Linked DNA regions of Sus scrofa: regions 2 and 3 are each linked to region 1. A link is a contact called in public HiChIP or PLAC-seq data. All regions are on one chromosome and are shown on one strand. Each heading gives the region's core, a stretch centred on a gene start, on an enhancer-like site or on the middle of the called end of the contact. The rest is flanking DNA. Distances are from core to core; before and after follow the strand shown.

What was found. HiChIP or PLAC-seq counts read pairs in DNA pulled down with a chosen protein or histone mark.
Region 2: a contact with region 1 is called in an H3K27ac HiChIP or PLAC-seq map of alveolar macrophages. The contact joins the promoter of ANKRD24 here to the promoter of PIAS4 in region 1. A contact is called at or near these places in 3 of 47 Hi-C or Micro-C datasets (blood, fetal liver and heart right ventricle) and 1 of 2 datasets of contacts at active chromatin or transcription factors (alveolar macrophages).
Region 3: a contact with region 1 is called in an H3K27ac HiChIP or PLAC-seq map of skeletal muscle, with 3 times the contacts expected there. The contact joins the promoter of MRPL54 here to the promoter of PIAS4 in region 1. A contact is called at or near these places in 2 of 2 datasets of contacts at active chromatin or transcription factors (alveolar macrophages and skeletal muscle).

Annotation. Positions count from the first base shown.
Region 1 is chr2:74,728,392-74,732,305 of Sscrofa11.1, forward strand. PIAS4 (E3 SUMO-protein ligase PIAS4) reads right to left here and starts at 1,401. Exons shown (of 11, transcript XM_003354007.4): 1 at 1,293-1,401. The coding sequence starts at 1,319.
Region 2 is chr2:74,566,062-74,570,341 of Sscrofa11.1, forward strand. ANKRD24 (ankyrin repeat domain-containing protein 24) reads right to left here and starts at 2,341. Exons shown (of 23, transcript XM_021084071.1): 1 at 1,614-2,341. SIRT6 (sirtuin 6) reads left to right here and starts at 2,478. Exons shown (of 10, transcript NM_001114273.1): 1 at 2,478-2,552. The coding sequence starts at 2,487.
Region 3 is chr2:74,926,500-74,930,723 of Sscrofa11.1, forward strand. MRPL54 (39S ribosomal protein L54, mitochondrial) reads right to left here and starts at 1,697. Exons shown (of 3, transcript XM_003123056.5): 1 at 1,537-1,697; 2 at 684-849; 3 at 1-54. The coding sequence starts at 1,654. APBA3 (amyloid beta A4 precursor protein-binding family A member 3) reads left to right here and starts at 3,578. Exons shown (of 14, transcript XR_002341692.1): 1 at 3,578-3,724.

The DNA.
Region 1 (3,914 bases), core at 151-2,650:
GCAAGAGTTCTGGAGCCTCACCTCAGAGAGGCTACCTTGAAGAAAATACATCTCTGGAAAACTGATGCTTCCAGCTTAGTCCCAAGAGGGTTAAAAAGGACCCTAAGCTAAGAGAAGGGATGGTATCTATGGGATGTGGAACCTGGACCCCAAACAGGAATACAGCAGAGAAGCACTAGGAACTACCCTACAGAAAAAATCCTACCCTGCAGTCAATCAGAGACCTTCCAAGGACCAACACGAGAGACCAGAAGAAAGAGAGAGGGGCCTCAGATGCCAAAGCTGGGATGCAAAAGCAGGGGTTCTGGGGCTAGGTGGAAAGGGAGTGTGATCTGAGCAGTAGATCCACAATGAAGTAGAATACAGAGGAAACAGCCAAGGTTGGGAAATAAGAGTCTGATCCCGCAAGGGTGAGGACTAGAACCCCCAGAAGTAGTCCAAAAGGGCATAGATGCTGTCCTAAAGGGGAAGAGGGAGAAGGAAGGCAGAGCTCAGAACCGAAGACTGAGAGGAGAGAGATGGGAAGGTCTTGGACACAGGGGCCAGAGCTCCATCCCAGGGGGGCACACTCAGTTAACACCAAGCCCACTCCAGGGTGAGGAAGGTGTCGGGAGGGAGGCGGGGTTCTGGAACCAGAGCAGGAGCTGAACAGGGCCCCAAACACCAGTTTAGCGTACAGACCCCAAGAGACACACTATTTTTGAGGGACATTGAGGACCCCAGCTCATCACTCCGGACGGTGCAAGCGGTGGCAGAAGAGTCAGGGGACCCTTCTGAGCAAGGAGTAGCCAACCCCAGTCTAGTCGGCTAGTCGGCTGGGGCGAGGAGGCTAAGACCCTGACGGCAGCCATGGCGGGAGAGAAGACGCGCAGACAATCCCAAAGGCCAAAGAGCGCGGACCCCTGTTTGGGACGAGAAGACAAGCAGCTCAGCCCGTGAAGCTGTCCGTGGGGACTGTGCCTCAAGCTGGGAGGCGCGGCCCTGTGCCCGTGTTTAGGGAGATTTGTAGGTAACCTAACCGCTCGAGCTGGAGAAGGGGACCCCAAGCTCAAGCCCAGGGGCCGACCCCCCAGGGCGAAGAGTGGGGTGAGGTTTTCGGGGGCCCCGCCCCCGGCCTCCGCGCGCCCCGCCCGCACCCGGAGTCCGGGGACCAGGGGCGGGCGAGGAGGCCGGACGCCGAGGTGCGAGCGGGCTGTGTCTCAGGACCCCGAGCGGAAGGCGCAGACCTCGGCCTGCCGCCCGGTCCACGCACCCCCCACCCTCCCGGGCCGGCGCCGCGGCCGCTCACTCACTTTGGCCTCCACCAGCTCCGCCGCCATCTTGGCCACCAGCGTCCCCCGCGCCGGGAGCCCCCAGCCGTCGCGTCACGTGACTGCCCTCCACTCGCGGGCGGGGCCTATGCCGCGACCAATTAGCACCCGCGCGCCCTCCTCCCCGCGGCGCGCGCGACCGCGCACTGCGCAGGCGCGCGCGGCCACCGCCCGGGCCTCGGGCCAATCAGGGTGGCCCGACACCGCCCCCCTCTTTAGCTCGCGGCGACCACGCCCACCCCTGGCTGCGTCTAGCTTCTTAAAGGCGCACGAGTGCCGCACAGGTAGGGGTGGGTGCTGGGTCCTGTCTTGGGAGGGAATAGATAGCAGAGGCGACAACAATGCAGCAAGGTGTTGCGGGTCCCCGGTGCGAGGCGGCTGCCAGGTGCTTGACCGGACGCCCGGTGGCGTGGGGGCGGGGAGAAGACAGTTGGCCGGCTCAGCAGCTGCCAATGCGTGCAGCGAGGCGCCTTGCAGAGCAGCGCTGTGCAGCCTCAGGCGTGCTATACATCCGGGTCCTGGCTCGGCAGAGGGGGCTCGGGCGCGGCGCCCCCCACTTAGTTGGCTCCCGGCGGAGAAATGCGGGACCTCCTGCCCACTTCCCGGAGCTCGTGCATCCCTCACACCCGTAAGCGTACTCCTCTCGCTAGTTCTGGCTCCCCATCCACAGTAAACCTTTGGAATCTGCACTAACCGGAAACTCCCCTGCTCAAGAGCTCTCTGTGGCTCCTCAGTGCTCGCGGGCCACAGAGCTCAAAGTTTCTTGTATCAAAAGCAGGAAGAAAGAGGACAAAACTGTGTATTTCAGGGCCCATCCCTTGACATTATAAATATCAGGGCAAGAATTAGCCGAAATTTGAGTGCCCCAAATGACCCTGTTATCAAGATAAATGTTTGTGTGATATATGTGAGAGATATATATACATATTTTTTTTTTTTTTGGCTGTTCCTCAGGGCATGGCAAGTTTTCCAGGCCAGGAGTTGAATCCGCACCGAAGAAGCGACCCAAGCCATAGCAGTGACATTGCCAGATCCTTAACCACTAGGCCACTAGGGAACTCCTGTGCAATATTTTTTAAGAAAAATTAATGCAGGAGTTCCCGTCGTGGCGCAGTGGTTAACGAATCCGACTAGGAACCATGAGGTTGCGGGTTCGATCCCTGCCCTTGCTCAGTGGGTTAACGATCCGGCGTTGCCGTGAGCTGTGGTGTAGGTTGCAGACACGGCTTGGATCCTGCGTTGCTGTGGCTCCGGCGTAGGCTGGCAGCTACAGCTCCGATTGGACCCCTAGCCTGAGAACCTCCATATGCCGCAGGAGCGGCCCAAAGAAATAGCAAAAAGACAAAAAAAAAAAAAAAGAAAGAAAGAAAAAGAAAAATTAATGCAAAAAAACTCCATGATGAAGAAAATACTAATTTAAGAGAGAATCTAACTCTGCAGTTGCAGTCAATACCTCCCTCACCTCACCATAACTCATTTACCTCACCCAAAACTCTGACTCTGCAGGGTTTTGTTTTACTTTTTTTACAATGTTTTATTTTGGGGCACATCAAAGTTCCTGGGCCAGGGATCGAATCCTTAATTCGCTGTGCCACAGCAGGAACTTCGAGCACCAGAATCTTAATCCAGGTCTGACCTTCTCCACACGGTTATAAACTGCATCAGACTGTTCCAGCAGATATTCAGTGATAATCTCTCCATATATCAAAAACCTAATATATGCCAGACACTTTTGAATTAGGAGCGAACATCTTCTGCAAAGATCCAGATAATAAGTATTTTCAGCTCTACAAGCTACAGACAGCATCTGTAGCAACTACTCAACTCGGTGGGCATAGTCATGTACCAATAAAACTTCATTTTAGTCATTCCCATTATGGCACAGTAGAAACAAATCCAACTAGGAACCGTGAGGTTTCGGGTTTGATCCATATCACTCAGTGGGTTAAGGATCCAGTGTTACAGTGAGCTGTGGTATAGGTTGCAGATGCAGCTCAGACCTGGCATGGCTGTGGAGTAGGCCGTCAGCTGTACCTCTGATTGGACCCGTACCATGGGGCCCTCCATATGCCTTGGGTGCGGCTCTAAAAAGCAAAACAAAAACAAAAATCCCTTCATTTCTAAACACTGAATTTGAATTTTATAGAATTTTTACATATAATGAAATATTATTTGAATTTTGGTTCAGACACTGAAAAGAGAAACACTTTTAGCTCAAGGGCTGTTCAGAACAGTTGTCAGACCAAAAAGAAAACAAAAAGACAACTTACAGAATGGGAGAAAATAGTTTCAAATGATGCAACTGACAAGGGCTTAATCTCTAGAATATATAAGCAACTTATACAACTCAACAGCAAAAAAACCAATCAATCAATGGAAAAATGGGCAAAAGACCTGAATAGACATTTCTCCAAAGAAGATACACAGATGGCCAGCAAACACATGAAAAAATGCTCAACATCACTGATTATAAGAGAAATGCAAATCAAAACTACCATGAGATATCACCTCACACCAGTCAGAATGGCCATCATTAATAAATCCACAAATAACAAGTGCTGGAGGGGCTGTGGAGAAAAGGGAACCCTCCTGCACTGCTGGTGG
Region 2 (4,280 bases), core at 1,091-3,590, 160 kb before region 1:
CTTCCTATGTTCTGTGAAGGAGTATCCTTCACCTGACCTTTCACGTGCCCACCTGCCCATGAATTTGCCAGACCATTCCTCCAGCCATCAACCCACCCCTCCATTCACCTGTGTGTCTATCCTTCTACCCAAGCCCCCCCTTCCACATCCACCCACGATCCACCACTCAACGCATCTTCTCATGGTTCTCCTTGCACCCTTGAACCACACTTCAGGAGTTCCCATCATGGCGCAGCAGAAAGGAGTCCAACTAGCTCATTGGGTTAAGGATCTGGCACTGCCGTGAGCTGTGGTATGGGTCGCAGATGTGGCTTGGATCTGGTGTTGCTGTGGCTGTGGCTGTGGACAGCAGCTGTAGCTCTGATTTGGCCCCTAGCCTGAGAACCTCCACATGCTGTGGGTGTGGCCCTAAAAAGAAAAAAAAAACCCACAAAACAAACAAACACCCATGCTTCAACCAACATCCACCCGCCCATCCATCCACCATCCACCTACCTACCTGCCCATCCAGCTGCCCACTCACCTATCCATAGATCCATGTATCCATTTACCCACTGGCTACCACCTACCCACCCACCACCCACCTGTCCAACCAACCACTCATCCATTCACTTATCCACCTGCCTACCCACCTATGTAGCCACCCACACAACCAACACCCACCTACCCACCCATCATCCATCCACCCTCCCATCCATCTACTGCCCATCCATTCACTCATTCCTTCAATTCACCCCATTTAATCAATGTACCCACTCACCACCCACCCACTCTTTTTCTTTACTCCTGTCTAAAGGACTCAATCACACCCAGAGCAGGGTGTAAATGACACCCTCGAGAGAAGTTCACAAGTTGCTGGGGCAGGAGGGAATCTGTGGGCTTGGGGGCAAGAGGAAGCGTCTAGGGAGCTGCTTCCTGGAGGAGGTGTTGATATATAAACAGGGCCTGATGGCTGGGCAGGATATTGAGCAGCAGCAGCAGGAAAAGAAGGGATGTACCCTAACCACGGCAAAAGGCTGAGAAGTGCAAAGTGCACCCATGAATGGGTGTGCGTGTGTGTGTGTGTGCGTGTGTGTGTGTGTCTGGGTGCCTGTTGCCTCAGCATAACTGGGGCATACACCAGCCCTCCATTCTCCCATATGCCAGTGCCCAGGGGCAAGGGGCCTGAGGCCCTAAGGGGAGCCTCCAGCCCAGGCCTCCCTCATCTCCTCTGCCCCTACCTTCTGCAGCTCCACTGACTCCAGCACCAGGCCACCGTGTCCACTGCCGGCTCTGGTTACCTGCTCCAGCGGGGCCACCAGCTCACACCAGCAGCTCCCAGCACTCAGCTCTGACACCTGATCAGCTCTGAACAGGCAGCCACCCCCAATGGTAGGGGATGAGCAGAGGGAGGAGACAGACTGGCAGTGGGCCTGTCTGTTGGCCACCAGGCTTTGGCAGGAAGACATGGATGTTTTTCCCTAACATCACTGGGCAGATTTCAGTTTCTGGAAAGAGCCACCCTCTTCTGCTCTTCCCATCCTTTGGACTTGCTGTTCCTCTGCCAGGAGCCCTCTTTCTGTACCTCCTGTCAGCCCCAATTGGCTGATTTCCCCCACCTCACTTGTACTCACTGTTCAGATCTTTAGTGAAACATTTCCTCCTCCAGGAAGCCTTCCTGGTTGTCTCCCAGGCTGGGTCAGCTGCCTCCGCCAGAGCGCCTTCCTTGCTCAATGCCCTCATTACACACAGGTCACACTAAGTCACCACTGCTAGGTCATGAAATGCTGCATTTGCTCTCCAGCGTCCCCCTAGTGGCTGTGCAATACATTTCTTAAATGAGTCCTAAAGGCCACCAGCCCCAGTGACCGGAAGCAGTTTCTCCATTTTCTTGGTGCAGTCGAGACCTGTCCTGCTGAGTGATTATCGCCCACCTAGATAATGTCCAAGTATCTTAAGAGTGGCGTCCTCAACCTTCCCTTAGTGAGGCCCCAAATTGCCCCCACGACGCACAGGTACTGTACATTTGTAAATTTAGAAAATTCTGAAATTTTCAGGGGAAAGAACCTTGGATTGGGAGCATGAGTCCCGGGTCCCTTCTCTCAAGCTCTGTTCTGCAAGAGTGGAGGGCGAGTAAGGGGAACGTCAATTCACTCATTTGTGAGAAAAGGGGAAAAGGGCACTGATCTTCGTGCCCCTCGCTTTAGAGGCGACTAGAGAACTCTCTCGTCGGCTATCCCCCAGTTTCCAGCCCGGTCACTGGACAGCCTTTTTCCCACCACCCGCTACATGCCCAGCATACAGTACGAAGCAGAAGCTGGAAGCAGGTCTCCCTTTGCCATCAGTTAATATGGCGACCGCAGCGTCCGTCCGGGGCGCATGCGTCTTGGAAGGAGACGCCAGGTGCGGTGGATGGGAATGCGGCTCCTCCTTCCCCGTCCCACCCCATTTCCGGCGGAAGCGGCCACAACAAGGGAAACTTTATTGTTCCCGTTGGGGCGGTGAGGATGTCGGTGAATTATGCGGCTGGCCTGTCGCCGTACGCAGACAAGGGCAAGTGCGGTCTCCCCGAGGTGAGCGCGGCGGGATCCCGACAGCTACCCCCAGGGCCGTGGGCTGGGCGGGGCCTACCGGCAGCGGGGAATTGTGGGAATAGCAGGAGACACTGAGGCTAGATAATGGGAGGGACTTCCCAATGAGGAGGGGGCGGGAAGTGACGCCCCAGCGCGGCCGGGGACGCGAACACGCCCAGCTCTGGGTCGGTTAGGCTGGTGACTCGGGGAAGGACCAGCGATGGGGTGGTCTTCAAGTTCTGATAAGGGAGCACCCAATGTATATCCAGGCAGAATGCACTACCCGGGCAAAGCGGGGGGGTGGGGTGGAAATAAACTTAGAGAGCAGATTAGATCAAAGAGGTTTCCAGAAGGAGGCCAGGATGGGCCTCAAGTGCCAGGCTGGGGAGTTGACACTAAGGGTGATGCGGAAGGGTTTTGACCTGGGGAGGAACCTGGAGGATGTATCAGAAACACTCCTCCAACCACGCTGAAAAGAAGTCCCTCCGTACGCTGAGACCTTGGCTGGGTCACTTCTTTCTGGGTTTCCTTTCCCCTTCTGTAAACTGGGGAGAAGATTGCCCCCCTCCCACAAAGGCTGGCTCGTTCATTCTGAGTCAGGCATCAGTGAGCTCTTAGATGATGTGCAGCCCCACTCTTCCCTCCTGGGTGTTTTTCACTTTATTCCACAAACATTCAAGTACTTACCTTATACCAGACACTTTCTCCAACCTGGAGCCACATCACAGAACAAGACAGATGAGCAGCAAATAAGTATAAGAAATCAGATAGTGGGGAGTTCCTGCTGTGGCGCAGCAGTTTAAGGATCCTGCCTTGCTGGAGCTGTGGCTTGGATTGGATCCCTAATCAGGGAACTTCCCTATGCTGTGTTGCAGCCAAAAAAAAAGAAAGAAGAATAAAAAGAAACCAGATGGTGGTAAGAGCTAGGGAGAAAAGCAAAGCAGATAAGAAGAGCTGAGGGCTGCATTGAAACCAGGTGGCCAGGGAGCCATCACTGAAAATGACTATTTTTCCCCCAATTTAAAAAATACTCATAAAATATACGCAATATAAAATTTACTTTCTTAACTATTTTAAGACTACAGTTCAGCAGTATTGAATACATTTATAATGTTATACAACCATCACCACCATCCATTTCCAGAGCTTTTTCATCTTCCTAGTGTTCTCATTAAATACTAACTCTCCATCCCCCTCCCCCACGCCCTGGCACCCACCATCTACTTTCTCTATGAGTCTGACTCCTCTAGGGACCTCCCATAAGTGAAATGATACAGTATTTGTGGTTTTTTATCTGGCTTATTCTCTGAGCATAATGTCCTCAAGTTTCATCCATATTGTAGCCTGTGTCAGAATGTTCTTCCTTTTGCAGGCTGAATAATATTCCATTGTATGTACAGACCACATTTATTTTTCTTTTTTCTTTTTTTACTTTTTAGGGCCACACCAGCAGCGTATGGAAGTTCTCAAGCTAGGGGTCCAATCAGAGCTGCAGCTGCCAACCTAGGCCACAGCCACAGCAATGCAGGATCTGAGCCGTGTCTGCAACCAACACCATGGCTCATGGCAACACCAGATCCTTAACCCACTGAGTGAGGCCAGGGATTGAACTGGCGTCCTCATGGATGCTAGTCAGGTTTGTTACTACTGAGCCACAACAGGAACTTCCAGACCACATTTGTTAATATCCATTCGACTGTTGATGGATATTGGGGTTTCTTTCATATT
Region 3 (4,224 bases), core at 447-2,946, 200 kb after region 1:
TCGGGGTCCAGTTCCTCCAGCTTCTTGGGGGGGCCCACGTTCATCTCGAACAGCCTGACAGGGAGTGGGCGGTAGTTGGGGTTGCAGAGCAGCCCCTGCATGGCTTCCGCACTCCAGGCACTCTAGGCAGAGGCAGCAGCAGGACTGAGTCCCATGGTGGCTGCATGACCTCAGGACCGTCCCTCTCCACCCCTAGCCAGGTTCCTGGTTGTGGAACGAGAGGGTGCTCCTATCCCAATGGCCCTGGGATCTGAGGTGGACCAAGGCTTCTGCCTCCTAGCCATTGTCCCTGTGTCACTGCCTGCCTGTATGGCCTCCCCACTCACTCACTCAACCTCTCTAAACTTTCCCCAGCTTAAAGGATCAGCTCACGCCAAGGGCTTCGACATCCTGCCACCGCCCTCAGGGCCAAGAGCAAAATCCTCCCTGCAGCCCCACCCCCACCCCGGGTGCACACAGGCTGTGCTCCATCAAGTTCCTGTCCTGTCTCCCTCTACTCTCCACCTTGCCCCCTGCTCTCACTAACAGACCAGGTTCAGGTCTTTGCACTGACTGTTCCCATCCACCTCTGAAGCTCTGTTCACCCACTCAGGTCTTGACTCGTATCACCTTCCCAGGGAAGCCTTCTGGAAACCTCAGATTTGACTAGCCAGGCCCTCCTCACCCAGTCCCAGTCCACTTACCACTCTGGGTACTCAGAATCTGGCTTCAGAACGACATCCTGGCCCTCCTTGTAGATATTGACGCCCATGGCATGTGTGGTGAGACGGAAGGGGTCTGTACACACCTCTGGGTCCTTAAGAGCCTCACCGACCACAGCGCCTTTGCCGCCTTTGCCCCCCTTAATGACTGTGATAGGGTAGAATCATTTCAGCCCAACTTCACCCTCAAGAAGCCACCCCTTTCTGCCCTGGCTGGACCTTGTATGCTACATGCAAAACCATTTAAACTGGAACACGGCTACTGCATTAAATGGCACTAACATTCAAGTGACCAAGTCATCCCTTTCCAATTCCATTTTCATTCCTTATGTTTAGCTCATGGAGAAAGTCTCCGCCGGCTGCTTGGTGTTTTTAAACCCTCACAATTGCCAAGTCCCTCCTTTCGACAGAGGAAATCAGGCAAGGGTGTTTCCAGAGAAAATTTCTTTTCGTTTTAATACTTGGATGGGTCCCCATATGGCTCCAATCCTTGCCAAAGGTAACCGATTTGGAGGCAGAAACATGAGAGGTGGCCAACTTCATTACTTCCTCGGCCCCTCAGCCCCGCACCCTTCCAAGAAAACCCTTTCCCAGTAAGGCGACTTTGCTCCAGCTAGCACAGACCCCAGCCACAGCCTTAGGGGCTTCACGCTGGTGCCGGCGCACTGACTGCAATCGCGCCCAGGTACCTCGAACTGCGCCTGCACAGAGCTAAGCAGCGGCCTCTGAGCTTGCGTGCTGATTCTAGGACGCGCCTCCCCAACCCGCGCTTGCGCACTACCAACTTCCCAATGTTCCCACCACTGCCGTCTTGGTCTCTCGTAACCCAGCTCACCCGGTCTTTTGGCGTAATTTCGTACATGGAGTCGCCCAGAAACGGCGGCATCTGAGAGCTCCCAGGCCCGCCAGGCGGCCCAGCTACGGGCAGCCCCGAAAAGGCGTCTGGCCGCCATGACCTATGCCGACTGCCCGCACGTGCACGTTTCCGGAATACGTCAGCGACCGAAGGGTGCCTGGGAGTTGTAGGCTCCTAGCGATTTATGGGGAGCGTAGTATTTTGTCTTAGGGCAACATTTATTTTGACTGCTTTAAACTTTTATAGATATCCCTAGTTTACTGCAGGAGGGGACTTTCAAAGGATGTGGATTTTTTTAAAAACTTTTATTAAAATATAGTTGATTTACAATGTTGTGTTTTTTTCAGCTGTATAACAAAGGGATCGTTACACATGTATGTATACTTTGTTAGCTTCTTTTTCATTACAGGTTATTACAAGATATTGAATGTAGCTCCCTGTACTATACAGTAGGTTTTCCTTGATTCAAAGGATGTTTCCTTGACTTCTTGTCCTTTGGTTTCTTATCACTTCCCTTAAGTATCACACCTTATACATTCCTGATTCTATTCAATGAGCAATTACTGAAAACCTGAAGGTAATAAAAGCTGACATATATTAGACTCATTATGTCCCAACCCTATTGCTAAATCCATAATCAGCTCGATTTTGTTTAATTCTCATGATTAGGAGGTAGGTATGTATTTTATCATCCTCAGTTTACAATTAAGGAAGCCAGAAGCTCAGGGAGGTAACGTTAAGACAGGTGAGCCATTCTGCTAACCCTAACCCTCCCTACTGTGAGCTAAAGTCCGTCCACAGTATGGTCCCTGCCCTGCTTCCAGTGTCCCTGGAATTGAGAGAATCTCTTAACGCTAGTTTAGGATTTTCCAGTCTCATTTCTTTCTTTCTTCATTTTTTCCCCTGTCTTTTTAGGGGCCCCACCCATGGCACATGGACATTTCGAGGCTAGGAGTCAAATCGAGTGGTAGCTGCCAGTCTACACCACAGCAATACAGGATCTGAGCCACACCTGTGGCCTACACCACAGTTTAAAGCAACGCTGGATCCTTAACCCACTGAGTGAGGCCCAGAATGCCAGTCGGTCTGATTCGTTACCACTGAGCCACAATGGCAACTCCCAGTCTCATTTCTTCATCTTTTTCTTTCTTTTTTAGTGTCGGTGGCATGTGGAAGTTCCTGGGTCAGGGATCAAACCCGCACCACAGTGGTAACCAGAGCCACGAGCCACATCAGTGACAACTGCCAGATCTAGCTGAGCCACACTTTTGATTTTTGGCTCCAGCATGCGGAATCTCAGTTCTCAGACTATGGATTTGAACTTTGGCTGCAGCAGCGACAACGCTGAGTCCTAACCACTAGACCACTAGGGAACTCCCAAGCAGTGCTTTTTTTCTTTTCTTCTTCTTCTTTTTTTTTTTTTTTTTTTGTTTTCCTTTTTGCCATTTCTTGGGCCGCTCCCATGGCACATGGAGGTTCCCAGGCTAGGGGTCGAATCAGAGCTGCAGCCGCCGGCCTACGCTAGAGCCACAGCAACGTGGGATCCGAGCCACTTCTGTAACCTACACCACAGCTCACAGCAACGCCGGATCCTTAACCCACTGAGCAAGGCCAGGGATCGAACCCACAACCTCATGGTTCCTAGTCGGATTCGTTAACCACTGAGCCACGACGGGAACTCCATCTTTTCTTTTTTCTTTTTAGGGCACAAGCGGAATATGGAGGTTCCCATGCTAGGGGTCAAATCCGAGCTGTAGCGGCGGACCCTTAACCCTGCGATGGAACCCGCGTCCCCAATGTATGCTAGTCAGATTCGTTTCCGCTGAGCCAGGATGGGGACTCCACAATCAGCGTTCTTTTTAACCCCATATTGCAGTTGAGGAAAAAAGCCTCAGAGGCCAGCTCTTGGGTTTCACTCTGGGTAAATGGAAGTCTGGGATTCAAACTAGCGGCCCCAACATCTAGCGCCCCCTCGCGGAGGGTCAGAACTACATTTCCCAGCAAGCCCCGGGGACGTGCGCATGCCCAGTGATCCAGGAGGACTGCGCGGACAGATCTGCCGGCGCCCTGTCTGGGAATTGGCAAGCGGCGGCGCCTGGCAGGACTGGACCAACTCTGGCGCAGGGTCCTGGGGGCCTCGTGGGTTGAGACCACCTCGGTTTGGGACGTGAGTATCCTGGAGGGGCAGAGCGAGGTCTGGGGACAGCGCCTGAGGTCACAGGTCTGAAGTCTTGAGTCTGGGGTCTGAGCGAGAACAGGTACTTAGTTCTCCGCTTTAGAGTCAAGTTATGTCTTCAGGCTGGGTCTGAGGTCGAGGTCCGAGCCTGGGGTCAATCTTGAGCATGGCATTGGAGGTCTTGAGATGAAAGTCTGCTTTTTGGCGTATTGGAGCTCTAGTATTAAGTTTGAAGTTTGGGGTCTTGAATCCCGGGTCTCAGAGACCTCTACCTGTCTAGTCTGTATGGTAAGGGTGTGTCTCCAGTCTGGGGAGGAAGACTTGGAAGAACCAGGGCTGGGATGAACATCGTCCGTGGAAGGGGTGAGGTCTGGGGTAACAGGTACCTAAGAATCCCCTGGGGTTTGTAGTGAGAGGGATGGGGAACCTCTGCCTTAAAACTGCTCCTTCTGCCCTCAGTTTCCTTATCTGTAAAATGGGGATCATAGCAA